Linked DNA regions of Danio rerio: region 2 is linked to region 1. A link is a contact called in public HiCAR-type data. All regions are on one chromosome and are shown on one strand. The core of a region is the stretch at or near the end of the contact, and the rest is flanking DNA. Distances in the headings are between cores, read along the strand shown. Region 1 overlaps sema6bb (sema domain, transmembrane domain (TM), and cytoplasmic domain, (semaphorin) 6Bb). Region 2 overlaps sema6bb (sema domain, transmembrane domain (TM), and cytoplasmic domain, (semaphorin) 6Bb).

Evidence for each region. HiCAR-type assays count read pairs that join an accessible place to other places.
Region 2: a HiCAR-type map of caudal fin shows a contact between it and region 1, with 4 times the contacts expected there. The contact joins two enhancer-like sites. A contact is called at or near these places in 2 of 4 datasets of contacts at active chromatin or transcription factors (caudal fin and pancreas).

Annotation. Positions count from the first base shown.
Region 1 is chr8:20,853,607-20,858,551 of GRCz12tu, forward strand. All of the region lies in intron 12 of sema6bb (sema domain, transmembrane domain (TM), and cytoplasmic domain, (semaphorin) 6Bb), which reads right to left. Among named protein-coding and RNA genes, the nearest start is that of rorca, 94 kb to the left of the region's middle. Within about 2 kb of position 1,260, at least 6 of the 62 cell types and tissues checked have an H3K27ac peak or open chromatin away from gene starts, as enhancers often do. A contact at or near this core is called in caudal fin, where this site is marked.
Region 2 is chr8:21,075,240-21,080,039 of GRCz12tu, forward strand. sema6bb (sema domain, transmembrane domain (TM), and cytoplasmic domain, (semaphorin) 6Bb) reads right to left here. Exons shown (of 19, transcript XM_073910233.1): 3 at 1,489-1,642. Among named protein-coding and RNA genes, the nearest start is that of si:ch73-272h24.1, 7.8 kb to the right of the region's middle. Within about 2 kb of position 2,027, at least 14 of the 62 cell types and tissues checked have an H3K27ac peak or open chromatin away from gene starts, as enhancers often do. A contact at or near this core is called in caudal fin, where this site is marked.

The DNA of each region.
Region 1 (4,945 bases), core at 10-2,509:
TCAAAACTGTTTCTAAATTCAGTTCTAAATATGCATATAATAAATAAAACTGCTAATAATAATAATAATAATAATAATAACATTATTCAAAAGCAAATTGTCATGAACAAACTAAAAAAAGACCCCGAGATGAAGGCATGGAGGTAGTGGATTTATATTTATTTAGAAAAACATAATTTTTGTAAAATTTTAATCCTTTTCATATGTAAAGGTATTTGGGTATTACTGAACATCCTGTGTATATTAAGCAATGTGTAAGCGTTTGGACCTGAATAGGCACATAAATAACGCACTTTGTTCTGGACTTTAGACTAGTTATTAGTTGGTCAATGGCGCAGTCTAATTCAGTTCCTCAAAATAGAAAAGCGTCAACCATGCATCTTAACACACCTCATTTTTAGACTGGCAAACCCATGAGTCGACAAAAGTGGCGCATGAGAATTTGCTTTTTTAACAACGTGACAAAACGTGAAAATTTGGGCAGCACTGGTCTAAAAAAAGCAACAATTCATGCCATACACTTATTGCGCCGTGTACAATAGGGTCCATTATGTCAAAAGGAAGTGAGTTTTACCTTAAAAGAACTAAAATAATCTGCCAATAGGGTAAGCAGCAAATCATATGTCAAAACTAAAAAAAAAGATTAATTTGTTTACACCACTGGCAGAATATTTTGGTTGTTTCCAGGAAAAACTCGCTTCATTTTGACATATTAGGCCCTATCATACACCCGGTGCCACAAGGCGCAAAACGTGCTTGGCATGTGGCTGGCATATTATTTCTTAAGAAAAAAAATCTAAGTAAGAAAAGCATGCTTTTCAGTGTGGGGTGCACTGAAAAAAAATCGCTTGACAGTATATGAAAGCATCTGTTTAATAAAATTACAATCAGTAATAACTTAAAATGAACATGCAAATCTCTCTTAGTTTGTTAACATACACATGCTTTTTCTTTAAGTGGTATGCAGAACTGCTTTTATATACATTTTGTTAATCTTACACATCTCAATTTTTCCATCCAGCATTTTGCTATATATGCAATATCTCCAAATTTGCACAAAAATACTATTATCCCGGTTACTGAATGCACCTTTCTCTCCTCCAACTGCGATGCCAAGCTTCGTTCTCTAAACTGTCCTGAAGTGATTTGTCTGTGCCGAAGTGACAGCTTTCAGCACTTAAAGACTTTCAGAGAGAACAGAGAGTCACAGAGGGTGAGTCAGTTCAGTTCTTGTTTACGCCCACTCTCTCTCACTCTTTCTCTCTCTCTCTCTCCTTTTCTCACTCGCTTCTTCCTCCTTAGATTTCCTAGCTCTGACATACCTTGTAAGTACAAGCCACAGCTGTACTTCCATGCATCCTTGACACAGGTGAGTCGTGCTCTGCTCTCTTGAGCTCTGTATCTCTCACAGTCGTCTTGGAGCTCCAATAAATGCCTCACAGATCTAGCGTGCCCTGAACAGATCGACACCCACACTGATCCTGGTGAAGTCGCACATGCTGATCTGGGCTTTGTGGCCCATGTAAGGACTGCTTGAGTGTGGTTTGTTGGCTTTGGAAGAGAATTAATGAGAGTCTGTACAGCTCAGGGGCAGGAGGAAGGACAAACAGCTGTTTCCAATAGCATTGAGGGACACATCTGTCACATCTCCACTAGTTTTATTCTGTTGTGGGATTGTATGTGATGCCGTAGGGTAGATAGCAGCCGAGAGTGACCTTCTGATTGACAGCGCTGAAACTGTTCAAAGTGTTCAGATTCAGCAGACACAGTGACGAGACATAAACATAAGTCAGGCAATTTTCTGACAAGGCCTCATTAGCCTCATGTCAGGCTGATCATCAATGTCTGACACACTGCAGACCCTCCGAAATGTCTGACAGGTAAAGAACTCGCAACAGGGACAGAGTAAGACTTCCTCTTTTTAATGCAAGATTATATTTAAAAACATTTTTACAATTTTTTTTTTGAATTCAGTATCTTATGGCCCGTTTCCACAGAGTGGTACGGTACAGTACGGTGCGCTTTTATGGCCATTTCCACTGTCAAAAGGTACCAAAAAGTGAATCGTACCTTGGCACTTTTTGGGTACCCTTTTGGAAGGCTGCCTAGCACAACAAAAGGGTACCAAAAGACGAAGCTAGCTGAATGCTGTTGGTTTACAGAGATACTTCACCATTGCGTATACAAGCAGGAGAATAAAAACAAAGGCAGCGCCATTTTTAAATATACAGCCGAGACATTACACCGTAATATTATATACATATAATAATGAGCCATGGTCGACCCAAGCTTAAACAAACCTTGTCGTTGTCTTGAGCAACAGTCACAAAGCCAAGTAGAAGCACAGAATCTACCCTGATCCTCATAGTTGTTTACAAGGCCGTCTAAAGCATGAGCGGTTTCGCTTTCTCACTTGCGCTTGCCGCGCGTCTAGATTTGAAATAAAGAACTTCTTGAACTGATGATAATAATGTGCGTGTGATTATTGAAGTGCTTCTGACATCCTTTCAGAAATCGACAAATGCAAGAATGAAGCGCGTAATAACAAAGGAGCAAAATATTTTTCAGCAACCTAAGCCATGAACAAGCTTCCATGTTTAACTATTATCATCACCTTTTGGACTATTATAAACTCGGAATGACCTAAGTACTTTCTAACCAGATATTACATGTGCTGGTGAAGATTAAAGATACAGATGAGAGGTTTGCTCTGACTGTTATGTTGTGTGTTTTTTAACCCAAATAAGGACTAAATGTATGCTGTGTGTAGATTTTCTTTAATGGGTATATCGAAGACTGTAAGAGTCTGTATGTGTTCATATATGTTGCATTTATTTATTTTATATAATTGCAGATGATATAGTAGGCTATTTTAGGCTAGTTATAATCAAATCATGTTCATAGAAAGCTTAGTAATGAACATTTATACACAAGTATTTTGTGAAAAGTGCTTCTTATGATATATTACTTTGACATTTCCTCAAGCGAGAATGACGTCAACTGAAACTTTCTGTAATTCTGTAGTACACCATGTCTACCATTGGAACCATTTTGGCAGTGGAAACGCAAGCCTGATAAAAGTGACTCATACCGACCCGTACTGTTCTGTACCACTCAGTGGAAACGGGCCATAACATGGCATTTTTGTAGTATTACTTGCAATTTTTGATAAATTATAAAACTGTGAGGAGTTTAAATCATTAATTAGACTACAGACTAGTTACATGAATGTCAATAGTAATTCATTCATTCATTTTCTTTTCGGCTTAGTCCCTTTATTAATCGCCAGAGCAGAATGAACCGCCAACTTATCCAGCATATGATTTACGCATCCTATGCCATTCCAACTGCAACCCATCACTGGGAAACACCCATGCACTTTTATTTGCACTCAAACACTACGGCCAATTTAGCTTACCTAATTCACCTATGGCGCATGTCTTTGGACTTGTTGGGGAAACCGGAGCACCCGGTGGAAACCCACACGAATATGGGGAGAACATGCAAACTCCACACAGAAATGCCAACGGACTCAGCTAAGGCTCAAACCAGCGTTCTTCTTTCAGTGAGGCGACAGTGCTACCCACTGCACTGCCCTGTCAATAGTAATAAAATTTCTAAATATCCTAGTTTCGGAACAACTCATTTTAAGTATTAAAAATATCAACAAAACGGGTTCAATTTACCTGAGAATCTATACTGCATAAAATAATATCTCATTTTTATAGACTGTGTCTTGAACATGGGTTTAACCAGCAGATTTTAAGATTGTTTAAAATTAAAACAAGTGAAAAAAATACACTCATGACAGAGATTAATTCCTTTTAAACAAGTCTTAATATTTTATGCAGTGTTGCTTCTCAAGTACACTCATCTTTGACTTGATCTTTACGTATTTGAAGTGGGAAAAAAAACAAAAACTTCAATTAATTTTTTGCAGTGTTCATTGGATTTCCATAATATGAAAAATTTAAAATGACATAAGACTGAGTAAAACCATTCCAAAAATATTATGGATTGTATATTTATATTATTATTATTGATTGAACTATTATGAACCTATTATGCAAAAAAAAAAAAAAAAAAAATTAGTGGTTTAAACAAAGTTGTGTGGAAACAGTCTGTGAATATAACCAGCTTCTAACGGTAAAAATCTATTAATTTTATTTTTTATAATCACACTTCATATAAACAGTCTGCAGAAACACTTAGATTGACATTATCTCTTTGTACATATCATCAAAGTAGGAAAGCCCCGCCCATTAAGGACAAATTCTCCCTCATTAGCATAAGACGTTAGTCTTGTTTTTGAATCTGCCACTATGCTGACACATAGGAATTCGTAGCTCCACCTTCTTTTGAAAAGAGCACAATCTCATTTATATTTAAAGCGACAGTCAAAAAAATAGCACAATTAATATCAAAGCCTAAAAGGGGCAGATTCAAAGAGTTAAAAAATATTATTTGTGAGGTATTTTTAGCCAAAACTGCACATACACATTCTTTGTACAGCAGAGACTTATTTTACATCTTCTTAAAAGGGGCATGATAGGGTCCCCTTAAACAATTATACCATATATGTATAAAAGCAATGACCGGTGAAGGAAATCTGACAGAATAATTGTATTATCAGCCAAGCAAAAAAGCAGCGTTTCTTTTTCTGCTTTCTGTATCTCTCATTTTGAAGCTCTGTCAAAACGTTTCACTGCTCCTCATTCCCGTTTCACCTCTCCACCTTTATGATCCCTCTCTGTCTCCACTCTGTCTTTAAATATCCCTCGGCGCCCTCAAACCAGAGCATGTGCCTCTCCAAAAGGTTCTTTCATGTCCTCCTTCAGTCTGAACACTGCAACAGTCCACCACCGTCTCACCTGCAGCCTCTCATTTACAACAATCTCACTCCATCCCTCCTGCTCCGTTTGGAGCCTCGGCCTCACGCCTCGAA
Region 2 (4,800 bases), core at 777-3,276, 220 kb after region 1:
TAGATTATAAGTAGACTGTTAGGTTGGGGGTTAGGGTTAGGGTTGGTGTAAGTTGACATGTACTTGCTTATAAAGTTTCTTATCATCAGTTAAATGTCTGTTAAAGGAGCAGTATCAACATATATTAAGCAGATAGTCTACTAATACTCAAACAGACCATCAAAATAAAGGGTTTCCATTTGTAGTTTTGTTTTTTGTTATTTTAACATCAAGTTAAATAAACGAAAATAAGAAATTTCCTTATAGGCTATTTAAACTAAAATGTAGTTGTTCTTATAAATATATTACATAACATTATATTAGTTGACCCTCTTCAAGCAACAAAAAGCATTTTATATTTGTTTAACTACAACCATAATTATATTAGTTGATTATATTAGAGTTGCAAAGTCTTTAGTTTTCGCTCAAAGTTGGATCATTTATTTTCCTAAGTAAATAGGTTTGACATATTGTCAATATAAAAATATAAACGAAGTATTGAAATATCTTACATTTTCTGTGCAAAAATATTTGTATTTTAAGGGATATGAACTCCTTTATAAAAAACAAACTGTTTAACTATTGATTTTATTAACTAGTGACTATTTCAAAAAGGTCGCTGGTTTGAGTCCTGGCAGGGTTTGTGTGCGTTTCCTCCGGGTGTTACGATTTCACCTATAGTCCAAAAACATGGGGTCTAGGGGAATTGGGAAAATATAATTGGCCGTAGTGTGTGAAAGAATGTATAGATCAGGGGTTACTAATTTCGTTCCTGGAGGTCTGGTGCCCTGCAAGGTTTAGCTCCAACTTGCCTCAATACACCTGCCCAGGTGTCTCAAGTATACCTAATATGACCTTGATAAGGTTGTTCAGGTGTTTGATTAGGGTTGGAGCTAAAAATCTGCAGGACACCAGACCGCCAGAAACAAGTTTCATTATCCCTGGTTTAGATGTTTCCCAGTTTCGGATTGCAGCTGGAAGAGCATCCGTCACATAAGATATATCCCAGAGTAATTGGCAGTTCATTCCACTGAGACGACCCCTGGGACTAAGGCGAAGAAAGTGAGTGAGTGAGTTAGTGTTTAGTCTTTTAACCATGTATCCTCGTATGGGTCTTTTGCTTCTGTATTTTTATATGTCGAAAAAGCAATTCGGGAAGCTAATTTTAAAAGTGCTATATAAAATTTAAGTTTCTTATTATATTATTATTATTTCAAGTTCAACTGAGTATAACATAACAGTGAATGTGGCATATCCTGAGTTTTGATTTGATTTTTGATTGGCTGCTTTTGGTCACACACCTGGAGACCCTTGATGTTTAGGGTCAACAATACCAAATGAAACCAAAATGAATTCAAAAAGTAAATTTTTGAGATCTTGCCACATTTGTTTAAACTATATTTTAATTTTGTATTATTATCAGTGCTCTAATATATCCCACTGCCTGAACTAACAATCCACCAATTGATACAAAGCATTGAAGCAGAGAAGATAAAAAAAAAATCTCACCTCTTTTCTCTGTGGTTTAATTGTTTCACAGTTGCCTGAAGGAAGGCCTTTTCTGGTAAGGCATCTGCGCTCTGTAATGATGAGCCTGTCTTGGTGGTCAAACTGCGAGCAGATTAGAGATGTCACCTCACCCACGGACACTGACTGACCCTTCCTGCCAGCAAAACACACCTAACATCATCTCAGAGTAATAAACACATGCTGCTGTGTCACGAACGTTAAAAGCCTCTAGAAAGAAAAAAACATACAGAAAAGTGGCTTCATTTATTTATCTTTAACAGTCTGTTGAATGATAGGCATGTTTTTTTTTTGTTTTTTTTTTGGTGCTGCCTACTCTGAAAATACACAATGGGTTCCTGTAACCATTTAGTTTTCGCTGTGTTGCCCTGGAGACACTAGTTTTTCGATTCAACTCTCTATAAATGTTCAGACGAGTTTGGTAAACTGCTTCTAAAAATGTCAGGCCAGGAGCAGAGGGGTGTATTTCTAGATTGCTGCCCACTCAGGGACGCTTTTGATGAGTTATTTCCCGGCGATTGTGTAATGGAAGCCGACGGTTAACTTGCGCAGGACATTTCAGAGATTCCTGGAGTTCTGCGAAACACTGGACTCGCTCCAAAACACACAGCGAAAGTGTTCCAGAGAATGGCCGCGAAATGTAAACAAGCAGAAATCACAACAAAGATTCTGGGATGATGAATCGCACCGCTTTGTCAGAGTGATGAATACGCAGTGTTTGTTGCAGAAGTCATCTGAGGTTTACTTAAAAGTTTGTGTATCCTAATGTATTGAGACAGAATGTTTTAGATTAATGAGGGGCGTCAGTCTGCTGCGTTTCAAGTATTTCAATTAATAAACTGAAATGCTGATGAAAGTATTTCAGCATATCGAGGCAGCTAGTACTGTAAAACGTAAGATACTCAAAAAACTTGTAGCTTAAAATATATAATTAAAAATGTAAATGAGAAAAAAATATATAAATATAAATATTTATACACTGTAAAAAAGAAAGGAGTTCCACAGAATTCATTCATGTTGTCCCAACACAAATCTATTCAGTTAACTTAAATTTAAGTGGATTAAACAGAAAACAATAAAATTTTGCCTAAAAAAATCTCAAGAATTGTTTTGTTTCAGGTCATCCTAAATACAGCAGGGGAAATAAGTATTGAACGTCATGTATTTTTTTCCTGGGAATGATATTTCTAAAAGGACCTATTTATATAGAATTGAACCAGATTTTGGTAAAAACCCAAACAATGCAAAGTTACATACATAAAAAAAAAAAAAAAAAAACTTATCTGAAATATTAGTTGTGTGTAATAACAATAAAATGGGTGGCACGGTGGCACATTGGGTAGTGCTGTCGCTTTACAGCAAGTAGGTCGCTGGTTCAAGCCTCGGCTGGGTCAGTTACCATTTCTGTGCAGAGTTTGCATGATCTCCCCGTGTTTGCGTGGCTTTCCTCGGGGTGCTCTTTGGTTTTTCTTTGGTTGTTACCAACATCCAGGAAAAATATCAAGTCAACTGCAGCTTTCGAAATATGCTTTCTGAGAAAAATGGTGTTGTTTTCAATACTTATTTCTCGCGCTGTAAGTAGTTAAAACAAGCTGCAACATATTTTTTGAAGTACATACTGTTCCACACAATTCCTTCATGTTGTTCCAGCACAAATCAATTAAGTGAACTTAATTGTTTTTACAAATTTAAGTGGATTGTTTTCCAAAAACACCTTTAGAATTGTGTTGTCAACTCATTTTAAACAAGTAGTTTGAACAAGCAGCAAAATTGTAGACAACATTATTAGCCCTTCTGTGACATTTTTATTTTTTTTAACAGCACAAGGAATTTTTCCACACAGTATTTCCTAAAATATTTTTCTTCTAGAGAAAGTCTTGTTTCTTTTAGTTTGGCTAGAAGTATTAATTAAGTAATACAATAAAAAATAATCATTGTAAACATTATATTTTATTATAATTACAATGGATATTTAATTGTTACTTTAAGTTAGCATGCATCACACAAGATAGTTTAATGTTTAAATGTTTTTCTTTCTTTTTAAAAATATCTTATCACTGTATTAGGGCTGCATAATATATCGCTTCAGTATCGTTATCACAATGTGCGCATCCACAATAGCTACATTGCAAAATATGCATTGTTGAGTCTGAATTAGAGTTGACCAGCAGCTACATGATTGTATTTAATTGCTGTATTTATACAAATTTATTCGACTTATGCAAAAAAAAAAAATTGCAATATAAATAATAATGTAAATAAGTCGAAAACAAGATTATTTTGCTTTCCCACTGGTAGATAAATAAGCTTATTTAAAGGAAAAACTCTTAATGTTGAGTTATTTTTTCTGAAAACGAAAACAAAACAATATTTTTACAATATTTTTTTAAACAAAATTTATTATTTTGTGAAATTTGGAATAGAGACGAGAAACAGCGAAGAATGAAACTAATTTTTGCATTACCTTAATTAATTTTACATACCTGAATACTGTTAGACACCCCAGAAAAGGCATTAAATAGAGTCGAACCATCTTGTGAAACTGTACTCATATTGCAATATTTATTGCAGAAAAATAAAACAATCGCAATATCAGATTTTTCCAATATCCTGCATCCCTACACTGCATGGTCTGTTCTTAATTTACTGGGCTCTTAAATGTTTGCCTGAAGCAATCAAATGTAAAACAGAAGCCCTCTATCTTGTCCCGAGCTTAAAATATTTAGCATTATAGAAGCATAAATATGAATTTGGCTGTTTTAAGCTAAATTGTTACCTATAATTTATTAAACCTTAAAAATCATATCACACACCTTCAGAAAACCACTGAACGGTACAGACGTATGACAGGTGAATTATTTTTTTTATTGCTAATGCAAGGCTAAGTCTTTGAAGCTATATTATATCCATGTGAAATATGTTTGGGTCCAATTCCTGTATCCCCCTGGCCAAGGTCACACACTAATATGTTATTAAATGATAAATGGTCTCAGGGCAGAAGTCTATGTATCATGTTTCATCTTTGTCATGATTTGTTTCTGTAACCTCTATGTTACTGATACCAAATGTAGCCGGCACATACATGATTCCAGACATGAGATGGGAGAGGAACAGATAAGAATGATGACATCTCACGCCACAACCAGATGGCGGAGAGTTTGACCTTCACGTTGAGATCTGGAAAGAGTATAGTCTGTTTATCCACATCGTAGGTCAAATCAGAATGGCTTTTATCATTCCCGCATCGCATTTGTGTAAATAATTGTTGATTAAAGTCGCAAATACTCATAGCCA